Regions from separate parts of the Sus scrofa genome. Here all the other regions are linked to region 3. The links are chromatin contacts, called in public HiChIP or PLAC-seq maps. All regions are on one chromosome and are shown on one strand. Each heading gives the region's core, a stretch centred on a gene start, on an enhancer-like site or on the middle of the called end of the contact. The rest is flanking DNA. Distances are from core to core; before and after follow the strand shown. Region 1 has its middle 14 kb from the start of MIRLET7I. Region 2 has its middle 110 kb from the start of PPM1H. Region 3 overlaps PPM1H (protein phosphatase 1H).

Region 1 (4,834 bases), core at 1,234-3,733, 190 kb after region 3:
CACACTAGGGGTTGAAATGGAGCTGCAGCTGCTGGCACAGCCACAGCAATGCCAGATCTGAGACATGTCTTCAACCTACACCATAGCTCTTGGCAATGCCGGATCCTTAACCCACTGAGCAAGACCAGGGATCGAACCCGTATCCTCATGGATACTAGTCAGGATACTGCTGAGCCACAATGAGAACTCCAGAATTTTTTTTGCTTATTTACAGTCATTCAAGTTACATTCAAATATATTTTCTGTTGTTTATTTGATTTAAAATTACCAAAAAATAAATAAAAGGAAGGAAGAAAAGTAATGAGAAAAGTACCTTTTCCTAGAGGGAAAAGTATCATTCCTCTAGGTCTGAAACCTATGAACTAGAGAGACAAATTATCTGTCCCATACACAACCAATATCATGGTAGGGTAGACAGACATAGGATAGTTACTATAAATACTCCCCTTCAAAAGGAGAAACAAAAGGCATGGGGCAGTCTCTCGACCACAGCAAATCCAACTGGGCGTACACTGCCAATTCCTTGATTAGGGTTTACGTCTTTTGCCTGCAATGATTCTCCTTAACTCCTGGCTCCAACCTCTGAGTTATTCTTCCTATCCCATAAAACATAGCCCAAATTTAAGTTCGGTAGTTTGATAAGTCTACTTCCTGCCTGTAGAAGTTCTAGGGTCTAAAAGCCTCTTTTCATTTTTGAAGCCATCTCTGTTCCTTACAGCTCAAACTGATAGTATTTCTACAATATAATTTTCTCAAAAGCTTTGTAAGTTTCTTATGAATATTATTGATCTTATTGAGGTTTATTCATTAGACAAAACTGCACCAACAAATCTTGTCTACCTGGGGCTCCCTGTAAAGTACCACCTTAAATTTTTCTGGTGTCTTTTTTGATTTTCTTTCTTTTCTTAAATCTGTGTACTGTTTTTGCAATTGTGATTTTATCTTTCCTAAAGACTCTTATTTCCTTTCTATTTAGAGAAGACCTTTCAATATTTCCTTTAGAAAAGTTTAGCATTGCCATATTAAGTTTTTATTTATCTGAGAAATTATCTCTTCTATTCTAAATGATAACTTTGCTGGGTAGAGTATCCTAAATTGCAAATTTTTCCCTCTTCTGGTGTCTTAAAAAAGGATTTCACAATCAAATCTTTAGCTTCATCTTTACCCTGAGAACTTTTTATAACAGAGATGTGAATCTGATTTTGTCCTGAGACCCTTTTCCTTACTTTGGGAATATGCTGCTGCAAGAGACTGGCAGTCGGAAAAGGGTTTTATTTTCTAACCCAGCAAGTTTTGACTTAATGTATTTCCTCAAAATTTTGCTTGAAAACGGAGTAATTTCTTCTCTAGCTCATCATTACTAGTATTTCATATCAGCTCTTTTAAACCAGGTAAAAGTTTAAAACTTTAGCCTGAAAACTGTTCAGGCTTATCTATAAGTTCGTTAAGTGTATTTTGTATTTCTACATTATCATACAAGGGCTTTTCCCCCAGCTTTAATAACTTTTCTCCTCACTTTCCTTTAAGCCCTACTGACAACCTCAAGATCCATCAGATTTCTGCTGTTAATCTCTTCAAGGCCCTTCCAACGTATGCAGGCAGCTCAGCTGCAAAGCCACTGCCATATGTCTTAGGTTTTGTTCTAATAACACTCCATTTCCAGGTCTCAAAATCATTTCTGATTATCTATTGCTATGTAACAAATTACCCTAAAACTTTGGCTTAAAACAACAACCACAGTTTTACTATTGTCTCTCATGGTTCTGGGGCTTGACTAAGTTTCTTGCTTAGGGTGTCTCATGAGCTTGCAGCAGATGGTAGCTGGTACTGAAATCATCTGGGACTTGCTCATTCATATGCATGGTGCCTGCTCTGGGAAGACTTAAAATAGCTGGGGGCAGGAACAGCTGGGTTTCCTCAGACATCTCTCCCTATGTCTATGTGATCTCCCCATGGTCTTTTCAGCACGGAAACTTCAGGGTAGCTATTACTACACGGCACCTTAGAGCTCCAAATGTATGTGGAGAGAGAGAAGAAGAGAGGAGAGAGGGGCAGAAGGTGTATCACCTCTCATAATCCTGTTTTCAGATGTCACGCAGTATTATTTCTGTTAAACATTATTTGTTCTGTTAAACATTATTTGTTACACCTGCCATTATGGTCCAGAGAAGGAAACAGACTATCTTCACAAATCTGAGTGATGATGGTCAGGGGTCATATACATTCAAATGTATTAAAATGTTTTATTCTCAAAGAAAGACCTATTTCTGTCTTCACTTATTGAGAGAGAGAGAGAAAAGGGTTTTTTTTGGTCGGGTGGTGGAACCAAATGTTCTATTAGGATAATTAAGTTCTAAAGCAAGGGTCAGCAAACTATGACCTACAGGCCAAATCTGGCCAATGGCCTGTTTTTAGTATGGCAAATGAGCTAAGAATGATTTTACAGTTTTAAAGAGGAAGGAAAAAGAAGAAAGCAAAGGAAGAAAAGCAGAAGCATATGCAATAGAGACCACATGTGACCCACAAAGCCTACAATATTTAATATCTGGCCCTTTCTTTAAGTGCCTATTCTAAAGCACTTTCAAATGTGTTTTCAGATGTTACTATAGACAAATAGCAAACATATTTCTAGGATGCTTTTAATATACACATTTTCCACACAAAAATAGAGTCGATGCTATAATAACACAAGATCTTGCCCTATCGATTATCCCTCTTCTATTATGTATTCATTCAATCCTGAATCTTCACATTTCCTCTCATTTTTCCTCTTTCCACTTACCAACACTCTCATCTCATTCAGAAGCAGCCCTTCTTCCCCTACCACTTCCCTCAAGTTTTGTATGTGTAATTTTCTTTTGTCCTTGTGTAACTTCTCTCCTCAAAAGACAGAAATGTTTCTTATTTCTAAACTAGTCAAAAAGACAACCTACCACACTGTAGAAAATATCTGCAAATCATGTATCTGATAAGGGGTTAATATCCAAAATACATAAAGAACTCATATAACTGAGTAGCAAAAACAATTCAATTAAAAAATGGGCAGAGGATCCAGACATTTTTCCAAAGAAGACAGAAGATAGCCAACAGGTACCTGAAAAGGTTCTCAACATCATTAATCATCAGGGGAATGCAAATCAAAACCACAGTGAGATACCACCTCATGCCTGTTAGAAGGGCTATCATCAAAAAGATAAGAAATAACAAGTGTTAGCAAGGACGGAGAGAAAAGAAAATCACCGTGCATTGCTGGTGGGAATGTAAATAGATGCAGCCACTATGGAAAACAGTCTAGAGGTTCCTGCCAATAGAACTGCCAATTCCAACAATTTCACTTCTGGGTATTTATCTAAAAAAAACGAAAACACTTACTCAAAAAGATACAGGAACCCCCCGTGTTCACTGCAGCTTTTTTTACAACAGGCAAGATATGAAAGCAACCTAAGTCTTCATCAATGGATGAATGGAAATGTGATTATATATAAATCCAATGGAATATTACTCAGCCATTTAAAAAAAATGAAGCCTTGCCATATGTAACAAAATGGATGGACCCTGAGGGCATTATGCAAAGTGAAGTTAAGTCAGAGAAAAATAAATACCATATGACCTCACCTATATATGGCATCTAAAACATAAAATTAAATAACAACTAAATTCATAGAAACAGAGAATAGATCGGTGGTTTCCAGAGGCAAGGGGTGGGGAATGGCCAAAATGGGTGAAGGTGGTCAAAAGGTACAGACTTCCAAAATAATTACATCATGAGGACGTAATGTACATCCGGTGATGTTAACAATACTGTTGCTAATAGCATAGATCTTAAAAGTTCTCATCCCAAGAAAAAAAATTTTAACTGTGTGGTGATGAATGTTCACTAGACTTATTGTGATCATTCTGCAATATATACATATATCAAATCATTCTATTGTATACCTGAAATTAATATAATGTTACATGTCAAATTATATCTCAATTTAAAAGAAAAAAAAAAGGTCAAAATTCCTTACTCTTGTAGGTCACTCTATTTCCAGCCTCTTTGACTTCATCACCACATATGCCCTGGTCCCACATTCCTATGTAACACCTATATTAGACCATATATGTTCCTTGAAAGTCTACATCTTTTACTTTTATTCTTCTGTCTTTTTTAGGGCCACATCTGGAGCATATGGAAGTTCCCAAGCTAGGGGTTGAATCGGAGCTGCATCTGTGACCTACACCACTGCTCACGGCAACGCCAGATCCTTAACCCACTAAGCCAGGCCAGGGGTTGAAGCTGCATCCTCATGGATACTAGTCAGATTCCTTTCTGCCATGCCACAATGAGAATTCTCAAGGTCCATGTCTTCTAGTGCACCCATAACTTTTCTCATGTTGCTCTTATATCGATAAATGCCCATTCCTTCATTCTTGTCATATTGAAAACATGCTTATTCCTCATGGCTCTTGTACTGATACCCTGATCACGATCCAGATGGAAACTGATTGCTCAGTGTTCTGCCTCCCCATGACATGTTGCTGTATACGGATCCACAGAGCACTTGTTTTTTTGTTTTGTTATTTATCTATGTTTATTTCCTCAACTAGAAAAGCTCCTTAAGGGCAGGAACTACTTCTTATTCATCTTGATACCTGAAAAATACACAAATAAACTGTTTTAAAAAATGACTGAGTGGATGATTCTAGATCCTTTTTCCAAAGTTCATTTGGGGGTGCACTCTGGTTTCCAGCTAATCTCTTCTTGTTCTTGCTCTTATGGCTTTTCTATTCCCAGAGCTCCTGAATTCTGAAGCTCCACATTCTTTCAGTTTTATAGCCCCAGTTTTACTAA
Region 2 (4,736 bases), core at 974-3,473, 220 kb before region 3:
AATGTAGATTTCTAAACTAAAATATAATTCCTATTTTTTGTGTTAAGTACAAATAATTAAGTTCTCAACTTTTTTCATTTCTTTTTGGTCCACTCCCACGGCATATGGAGGTTCCCAGGCTAGGGGTCGAATTGGAGCTGTAGCCACCAGCCTACAGCAACACGGGGATCCAAGCCACATCTGCGACCTACACCACAGCTCTCGGCAATGCTGGATCCTTAACCCACTGAGCAAGGGCAGGGATCGAACCAGCAACCTCATGGTTCCTAGTCGGATTCGTTAACCACTGTGCCACGACGGGAATTCCAAGTTCTCAACTTTTAATTATTTTAACCCCATGATGACCTTTCAGGTATGTAGGGAGGTACTATTATTTCAGTTTTACAAACTAAGAAAGCAATACACAACAGTATGTAACTAGCCTGAGGTCCAAAGTATGGTTTATAGTCCAGAGTCCTCAATATATTTGCTTTCTCTAAATTCCATCACAGACTACTTTATATCTTTATTAGAGCACTCATGTGCTCATTTATGTCTTTCTCTACAATGACAATGACATAATAAGCTCTTGGAGACAGGAATCCAGCCCCTTCTCAATCACCCCACAATGACTGGAAAGTTAACCAAGGAATTGAATTTACTAACTAAATAACTAAATTGAATTTCCCTGGTCTCTGTGTCTTCCCATAAACTCTGTAGAATGCATCCATGTACAGTGGGGCCCTGAGCTCCAACCTAGAGACACTCTTGGTCTCATTATAAGTCTGAACAACATCAGAAATACCCACCTATTCAATTCTATATACACCAGGTATTCTTATTCACTAGAGCAGATCTTCAAACAAATTGATTTTGTACCCCAGCAGCAAAAATATACAGGCACACCATCCTTAATATACAGGTATGTATTTATAAATTACAAATATGCATATCTATTTCATATTCAAACAGAAAAATAAATATCATGAAATAAAGATGAAATAAAAATATGTTTATGTATTTATATATTTTATTTCCTTTTTATGGGTATAAAAACAGGTTTTGATCTCTTAAATATTATAATAATGTTTTGTAATACCAATACAATTGAATCTTACCTCCATGTCTATAATTTTCACATAGGAATATTTCAAAACACACAAGAATAGAATTTTTAAATGATTTAAATATGTGATAAATTATTTTAAATAATTCTGCATCTTTGCTTTAGGGCCACAAAAATACCTTTTGTTCTCACGCCCTTTTTTCTCTGACTGCCACAATCCAAAGGTTTGAATTTACTTGGATAGTTGGTATTAACATTACAGAAGCTAAAGAAGTAATCCCACAAAGACATGCTGTAATATTTGCATCCATTCATATTTCAAATAATATGTTTATTAATTTTGCATTTTATTATGTAAGATTATATTATCATTGCTTTAATTTCATAATGTGAAAAAGTTTACACTAATAAAAAATGTCAGCATTATTATGTTCTTATAGAAACTTACTCTTGCAGGTTAGTATTATTTTAGAGTTCTTTACATTCTTTGTAAGAATCTCTTTATGCCACTGGTTCATTGGGGAAGATTATCTTACTAAGTCCCCTGCACTGCCACATGTCACAATGCACTAAAAAGAAGGAAGGAGTGAAACCGCCACTTGTGTGTGAGCCCTTTTCCATGGGTAGACTCCTGTTCTGCTCTAAAAGTACCTCACCCATCCCCACAATTTGTGACCCTATGACATGTGAACTGAACCAAGTGAGCATCAATCTATAGGTTGAATATTTCAAAAGCTTAAATTCCTTCTTATAATTTTAGAGAAAATAAATAGATTTCAAATGTTTTCATATGCCTACAGATCATGGTGCCCACACCAAAGGCTGACACTCCCCTCTCTGTCCCCCACTTTGGTGACCACTGCCAGAGGAGGGGTCTAATTAAGCACCAGAACACCGCAGTATGGCCTCAGGGGTCCACAACAGAGCCAGGCCCAAGCAGAGGTAGAAAAAGTCACTGTATTTGATTTCTATTGCTGCATAATGACAGTACCACAAACTTAGTGGCTTAAGACAATATGCATTTTCTATCTCATGCTTCCTGGGATAGGAGTCTGGGCATGGCTTAGCTTGGGATCCTCCTAGGCTGCAGCTGAGGTATTAGCCAAGGCTAGGTCTCATCTGGAGGTTTGGCCGTGGAAGATCCACCTCCCTACCCACATGGTTGTTGACAGCAAACAGGTCCTTGTGACTGAGAGCTTCCGGGTTTGCTGGCTGGCGGCCAGTGGCTGCTCTCAGCTCCTACATCCTGCCTGCCCACAGTTTCTTATCACATGGCTACTTTCTTCCTCAGTCAGCTCTGGAGAGAGAGAATCCAGCAAGACCAGAGCTTCCAATATATGCAGTGTAATCACATGGTCACTAACTCTTAAATACGTCCCTCCATGACCTTTGCCCTAACATTTAGAAGCCAGTAACAGGTGCCACCCAGACTCAAGGGGAGAGGAAAGACGCAAAAGAGTGAATACTAGGAGGTGGAGATCATGGAACCACCTTCAGAATCTGTCTTACCGCCTCACTCCCTGCTGTCAAAGTGTGAAAGATACAAAAATAAAACTGAAAATGATTACTTTTTTACTGAGCTGAAGCTGAAAATCCACGACTCTGTACAAGAGTTACCAGCTGAAGCAACTTTCAATTTTATACACTTTAGAAGGCTAGTGTTTCACAATTTTTTTCAGAGCAGGGTTTTCTGTTGGCATCTGAGCACAATGCCCTACATTCCCTGTTCTATATTTCCTGGAACCCCTTGGCAACAAGATTCCAAGTCAACTTTCACCAATGGGAGGCATTCAGTCAAGGTTTGGAAGGCAGAAGGGAAACACACCCATCCTTGCTCCCACACTGTGTGGACAGATGTTCTGTGACTGTGAAGCTTCCCAACCGCCTCCAAGCATTTCCGCTCTCCCAGCAGACGGGACCATCCCAAGTTCCTTCCTGCAACTCCTGCAATTTCCTCACTCTCTTCGAGTTAGTGGCACAACTGATTCATGTCAGCCTTCCCCTACTTTATTTCTCTTCTCCTGCCCTTTCTGCAACATCTAATTACCCAAATTCAAGCCCCTCCTACCTGAATCTACACAGTAACTTCCATTTTCCTAACTGAACCCTGATTGTACAAAGGGATAAAGTCCCTTTTAAGGATCTCCATGTTGAATCCTGCTTGACCTCCTCTTTGACCTAAACATAAATATTGTCATCAATTTAGAGTTTATCCTTCTAGATCTCTCTCTCTCTCTCCCCCTCCCCCCCCTTTCACACACACACACAAACACACACACACACACACACACAAGAAATATCTGGGCTTTTGTGTGTGTGTTCTAATGCACAACGTATCGTGTTGTTCTGGTTATCCATTGGTGTGTAACAAACCACACAAAAACTTACTGGTGTAAAATAACTAACATTTATTATGTCCACAATTCAGTGAGTCAGAAACTAGGGCAGAACATGGCAGAGATGGCTCCTCTTGGGAGCCTCTGGGGCCTCAAAAGACTAGGGAGGATTGGGGAGTTCCCGTGGTGGCGCAGTGGTTAACAAATCCGACTAGGAACCATGAGGTTGCGGGTTCGATCCCTGCCCTTGCTCAGTGGGTTAAAGATCCGGCATTGCCCTGAGCTGTTGTGTAGGTCATAGATGCGGCTCGGATCCCGCATTGCTGTGGCTCTGGCGTAGGCCGGCGGCTACAGCTCCAATTCGACCCCTAGCCTGGGAACCTCCATATACCGCAGGAGCGGCCCAAGAAATGGCAGAAAGACAAAAAAAAAAAAAAAAAAAAAAAGACTAGGGAGGACTGGGATGGCTTGACTGGGCCGTATATGTAGGACCTTGGGTCTTCCTCTACGTGGCATCTACTGGGGCTGTGATGCCCAAGATGGCAGTTTCACTCACATGTCTGTTGCCTCCAGCTGAGATGGCTAGAATGGCAAGGGCTGGCTGGCATCTTCTGCTCTCCACACACCCCATTCTCAGGACAACTGCACTTTTTACATAATAGATGACTTTTCCCCAGAGGAAGAGTTATAATAACTAGGTCCAAGACACCCAGAAGGAAGCTGCAAAACTTCTAACAACCTAACCCCAGAAGTCCCAGAATCACTTCTGCCATATTCTATGGGTTAAGGAAGTCATTAAGACCACCTCAGATTCAAGGGGAGGGCAGGAAGAAATTCAGCCTATTGCTGGAAGAATGACATGTCCAAACAAGAAAGAAATTGATGACATCACCTCAGATAAAAGTTACCACAGGGAATAGCATTCTGTAGCTAGATTTTTACTCAGCATAATCTTGGAGAACTACCCAGGTTGGTCCACATTACATTTCTTCTAATTGCTGCATAACACTTACCAAGACCATAGCACTATTTATTTAGATATTTGCTCCTTTAGGGACATTTAGGTGGTTACCATTTTTGTAATTGTAAGGTATAAAAATATTTAATAGACACTATCAACATGCCCTCTGAATTGCCTCATCCATTCATATTCCCCCATGAATGCCTAACAGCACTGGTTTCCCTTGCAGTTACTTGAACCTATCAATAACTACTAGCCTAATTCAAGTCCTCTACAGAAAAGGAAACTCAGGCTCGGGGAGGGGGAGGTTACATCATTTGTCTAAGGTGTCCCAGACACCAGTGATCAAGAACTTAACTGTCCTGACCAGATGTCCAGTGCTCTATTATTTAAC
Region 3 (4,561 bases), core at 1,919-4,418:
AAATGGTGCCGAGGTGGAAATTTCCCCTTGTTTCACTGGTAATCTGATTTCGCCCCAGCTTTAGGTGGGAAGAGCATTGGCAAAGAGCAATAAGTTCTTGAGATTTTCTTTTTTTCTTCTTTTTATTTCTTTTAAACCCAATACTCAGCATTCATATGCCAGACATGAATATTGTCTGGCTTTGCCAGTATTGATTCATGTGACCTCATAATACATACATAATATGTGCTGTTACTAGCTTTATTTTACTGATGAGGAAACTGAGGCACTGAGCGGGAAGGTGTGGAGCTTGGAGGCCCAGGCAGTCTGGCCTCTGAGTCTGTTCATACTGGTAACGTGCTGCCTCTTTATCCATTAGCAGTTCAGAAACGTGGCAGGAACATCTCTTTAGAAAAGTCTGAAATGAAGGAAGAATAACTCCTAATGTTCATGTGTGTGTGTGTGTGTGTATGTGTATGAAATTTCGATGTAATTTGATGCTAAAATTTGTCTCATTTCCATTATGATTTCTCTTTTTTTATTACATAATGAATTTTATTACATTTATAGGTGTGCAATTTCTCTTGTGAATTAGGAATTATTTAGCAGTCTCCCCTGTCAGCTCAGAAACTGGGTACCAGCTCGTCCTGACGCAGGTCAAGAACAGAATAGAAATGAAACTGTTCATCATATTGTCCTTATGGCCCACTTCTCGCTAAATTATAGAAGGCCATCGTTTGCATGAAACCAAGGCAAGTGGGAAGAGCTTTCTTATTGAATAACGAGTGTCTGAGTTTGAATCCCAGCTCTGCCACTCATTAGATGTTACCTTGTGAGACTAGTTGACCTCTCGATGCCTCAGTATCCTCATCTGTAAATTGGGGATGATAGTTCCTACCTCACAGGGTTATTAGAATTAAAGGCGTTAATAAACCAGGGAAACCAGAGGTGTGCCTAATTGCAGAAATCTTTGCTATTAATATACTATAGTTATTCTTCCACTTCCTTCATTCGCTCCACTTTAGGCAAAGTTAAGAACTATTTTTGAGGTCTATGATGAATAAATATGATTAATGTTTCATATGCACATAAATATGTTTTTTCATGTAATGAAGCTAAGTGAAGCAAACAAATTAAAAAATGAGTTAAAACTACAAAAAGTGCTCGGAACAGTGCCTGGCATGTAGGGAGTGCTCAGGTAATATTGCCTGCAGTTATTCTGATAGTTGAGTTAGCAGCTGCATTTCAGTATGGTTTCGCATTATTTCTGTTTCTACTGTAAGCTAATTTAGGGAGACGTCTTTGATGTGTAAAGTTATAGCTTGAGAACATTCCCGAGCTAATTTTCACATCTAGAATAAACCGCAACACGATTTAGCCAAAACTGTCACAAACTTTATCCTTCCTACCACTCAGAAATGAATATTTATTTAATAGCGTTTTAACATACGGGACTAAACTGCCACGTACAAACAAAGCCAAAGCTACTTATCTTACATCTTGCCATCTCATAAAGCAAAGGAAGTGAACCAAAGAGATCTGCATTGCGTGTTGTCAGACCCTGAGAAAGTAGGCGTGTTCTTCTATATGAGAATTAGGGATCTTTCCCGGTCGGGAACAAATGATCTGAATAATTTAGTCAGACAGAGAAGGATGGTGAGAAGCAACAGGCTACCGACGCTCTGTGGGCATGAGTCCAAGTGGACAGCAGTAGAATGTGGGCCTGGGAAGGACTCGTCACGTAGTTCCTCAAGCTTCCCCAACACCTCGGCTTCGTCATCCACTTATTTATTCTTCCTCCTCTTACTGTGCCGCCCTGAGATTGGATGAAGAACTGGTGATTGCAAGCTCTGTGGGGGAAAGGCCTAAAACAGATTTTCTAATTCTGCATTATCATCCTCATGCAATACCTTGAAACCTGGCCAGAAACTTGATGGAACACGAGCCATACCACAGCTTACAAGCGGGGATCCAAGGGACATGTGTCGGCGCTCTGTTTCCCCAGTGGCAAATCCATAATCTCGTTTCTTTGGCAAGAGCGGAGGGGGGCAAGTGCATTCCATGCTCATACTGAGCTTTTTATCGACCAAGGGACTTCAGTCCAAGTGGGGGTTCCGCCTTTGTGATACTCCTTTCATGTTGTCGATAAAGACCCTCCTCAGGTTACTCGAATACCCTGACGGGTTGGGGCAGGGAAGGGAAGTGGAAGGTCAAATGTGTCTTCGGGGAAGGCAGCCCAGTGGGGGGGGTCACTGTTTCCCCCCATCGCAGGACAGCTATTTCAAGTTGCAGTCTCCAAACCATCAGTTCAAGGCAATAATTTTAGTATGTACCCCCAATATATGTGTTCATTTGTTGATATATAACCATACCACTGAATATCCATTTAGTATATATTTAATAGTTATAACAATACATTAAATAGTTTTAAAATAATTTAAAGGCAATAAAGATAAAAAGGCAACATTTTAAAATAATAAGGACTAACAATTACATGGTGTTTATTATATGCCAGGCATTGTTCTGAGTGTTTTTCACACATCAACCCATTTACTGTCTTGCTAAGAGCAGAGACTCCTGTTTCCATTAACTCATATTTCAAGACACAATGTGTCACCAACAAAAGCGAACATGGAGTTGTGGTGCAGCAGAAACAAACCCGACTAGCATCCATGAAGATGTGGGTTCGATCCCTGGCCTCGCTCAGTGGGTTAAGGACCCGGCATTGTCGTGAGCTGTGGTGTAGGTCACAGATGTGCCTCGGATTCCACCTTGCTGTGGCCATGGTGTAGGCCAGCAGCTGTAACTCAGATTCAACCCCTAACCTGGGAACGTCGTATATGCCGCGAGTGTGGCTTTTTAACAAATAAAAAAGCGAACATAAATCCATAGTTCAGCTGTCTCCTTGATCACTTCAGATACTTTGGGCTGGAATGATTATTATTATTGTCAGATAGGGCTAGTTGTCATGGCTTGGGGTAGGACGTGCTAGCCGTGACATCTTATTTGCTCGTTTTCTATCAGTAATTTTTTTTGCAGGAGTTGTTTTTAAAAGCTGTGGTCTAGTTAGTGAGGGGTAATTAGTTTAAAACTTCATGGTGTCATGTGGAAGACCACCTATTGTGGGCCCGTGTCCCCAGCAATAGGTCACAATAAACACCAGTGCTCCATGGCTGTCGAGACGTGCTGACCACACGAGGGCGCCCGTGTCAGGCTGTGTGAGAAATCCTAGCCACGCTTAATTTCTTCTTCTATGTTAGGTGGAAAAAGACAAGAGAATTTCTGATTCCAATTTTCCTCTAACTTGCTGACTGAGCATTTGAAGCTCCCTCTCTACTTTTGCATGCTCTCTTTTGGGAAGTGCTCATCCCAGAGGGAGAGCAACAAGGGGGTTTGCAAATTGTTACAGCTTGTGCAGTGGGGGTAAGGATGCAAAGCCTGGTTTCCTCGGGCAGGTACAAATGTGTCAGACCCCATTTTTTTAGTTTTCTTTGTATTTCCTGCCTTACATCTAAACACTTCTGTCGGGCTGCACAGGGAACACTGGAGTTTTTCTCTGGAATCTCCCCTTCTTGGTCAGCATGCTGTAGGAGGGGCTGCTCAGTGCCTTCCAGATGGCTCATGTCTGCTCTCTTGCCTCTGGGTCCCCCAGAGCTGAGGGGCAGGCAATATGGCCTCTGCTTCAAGGGGGCTGAACTGATGCTACAGATTTTTGACATCCTTGCTTAGCTGAGCTGGCGTTATTACACCTGAAGCTGCGTGGACACACACTACTTGTCTCAAAACTTACTTTAGCTACTTGTTTGATGGATACATTTCTGTTTGGAGCAGGTGTATTCCTGTTAAAAGGCCCAAGGAGCCCTTTCCATTTAGGACTTCTTGTTTTAAGTTCTGGCACAGGAGATGATCATGAAAATACGAAAAAGATAATAAGCAATGTGATTAAAAAGCAGTTTCTAGAACCTTAGAGAAAGGAGCATATAACTTTGAGCCTACTATAGAGAAATTGTAAAAAAGAAACTTTGACTTTTAAATTTCCAATTTGTTACCTTCTGGAATCTTTGTCTGGTTGCAGATGTATTCCTGAAAAGGGATAGGAGTGTGTGTGTGTGTGTGTGTGTGTGTGTGTGTGTGTGTGTGTGTGTGTTTGGTGTGTGGTGTGTTGTAAATTACATATAAGACTTTTTTTTTTTTGGTAAATGAAAATTTGAAATTATGTCAAGAACATGTTATTCTAAACTGGAAGAGTTTGATTTTCCAGGTGTAGAGCTTTGTTATCCTGAACTGATAGCTCAACAACATTTTCTGATGTCTACAGAGAGTAACGTGTGGCCACTGCCAAGAATTTGGAACAGTCCGCCAGTGGCCTAGGATGTGTACACAATTGCTAATAAGCAACACACAAAATAAAATAGTGCCGTGGTGCTAAAGAGTCACAGAAGCTAGGGAGATTAATTACACAAAGTTGCATGTATTAGGAAATTGGGATTCTGTAACTTGGAACCTGAAGAATGGGGTTCAAGTCCTGGTATTACCACTTAGAGTTACTTGATTCTTCTATATCAAGATAAAATGGGGTAAG

Evidence for each region. HiChIP or PLAC-seq counts read pairs in DNA pulled down with a chosen protein or histone mark.
Region 1: a contact with region 3 is called in an H3K27ac HiChIP or PLAC-seq map of alveolar macrophages. The contact joins two enhancer-like sites. A contact is called at or near these places in 2 of 2 datasets of contacts at active chromatin or transcription factors (alveolar macrophages and skeletal muscle).
Region 2: a contact with region 3 is called in an H3K27ac HiChIP or PLAC-seq map of alveolar macrophages. The contact joins two enhancer-like sites. A contact is called at or near these places in 9 of 47 Hi-C or Micro-C datasets (alveolar macrophages, brain, embryonic fibroblasts and 6 more) and 1 of 2 datasets of contacts at active chromatin or transcription factors (alveolar macrophages).

The regions. Positions count from the first base shown.
Region 1 is chr5:27,264,705-27,269,538 of Sscrofa11.1, reverse strand. No RefSeq gene overlaps it. Among named protein-coding and RNA genes, the nearest start is that of MIRLET7I, 14 kb to the right of the region's middle. Within about 2 kb of position 2,483, at least 4 of the 83 cell types and tissues checked have an H3K27ac peak or open chromatin away from gene starts, as enhancers often do. A contact at or near this core is called in alveolar macrophages, where this site is marked.
Region 2 is chr5:27,676,013-27,680,748 of Sscrofa11.1, reverse strand. No RefSeq gene overlaps it. Among named protein-coding and RNA genes, the nearest start is that of PPM1H, 110 kb to the right of the region's middle. Within about 2 kb of position 2,223, at least 4 of the 83 cell types and tissues checked have an H3K27ac peak or open chromatin away from gene starts, as enhancers often do. A contact at or near this core is called in alveolar macrophages, where this site is marked.
Region 3 is chr5:27,455,673-27,460,233 of Sscrofa11.1, reverse strand. The region is part of intron 2 of PPM1H (protein phosphatase 1H); the gene reads left to right. Among named protein-coding and RNA genes, the nearest start is that of PPM1H, 110 kb to the left of the region's middle. Within about 2 kb of position 3,168, at least 2 of the 83 cell types and tissues checked have an H3K27ac peak or open chromatin away from gene starts, as enhancers often do. A contact at or near this core is called in alveolar macrophages, where this site is marked.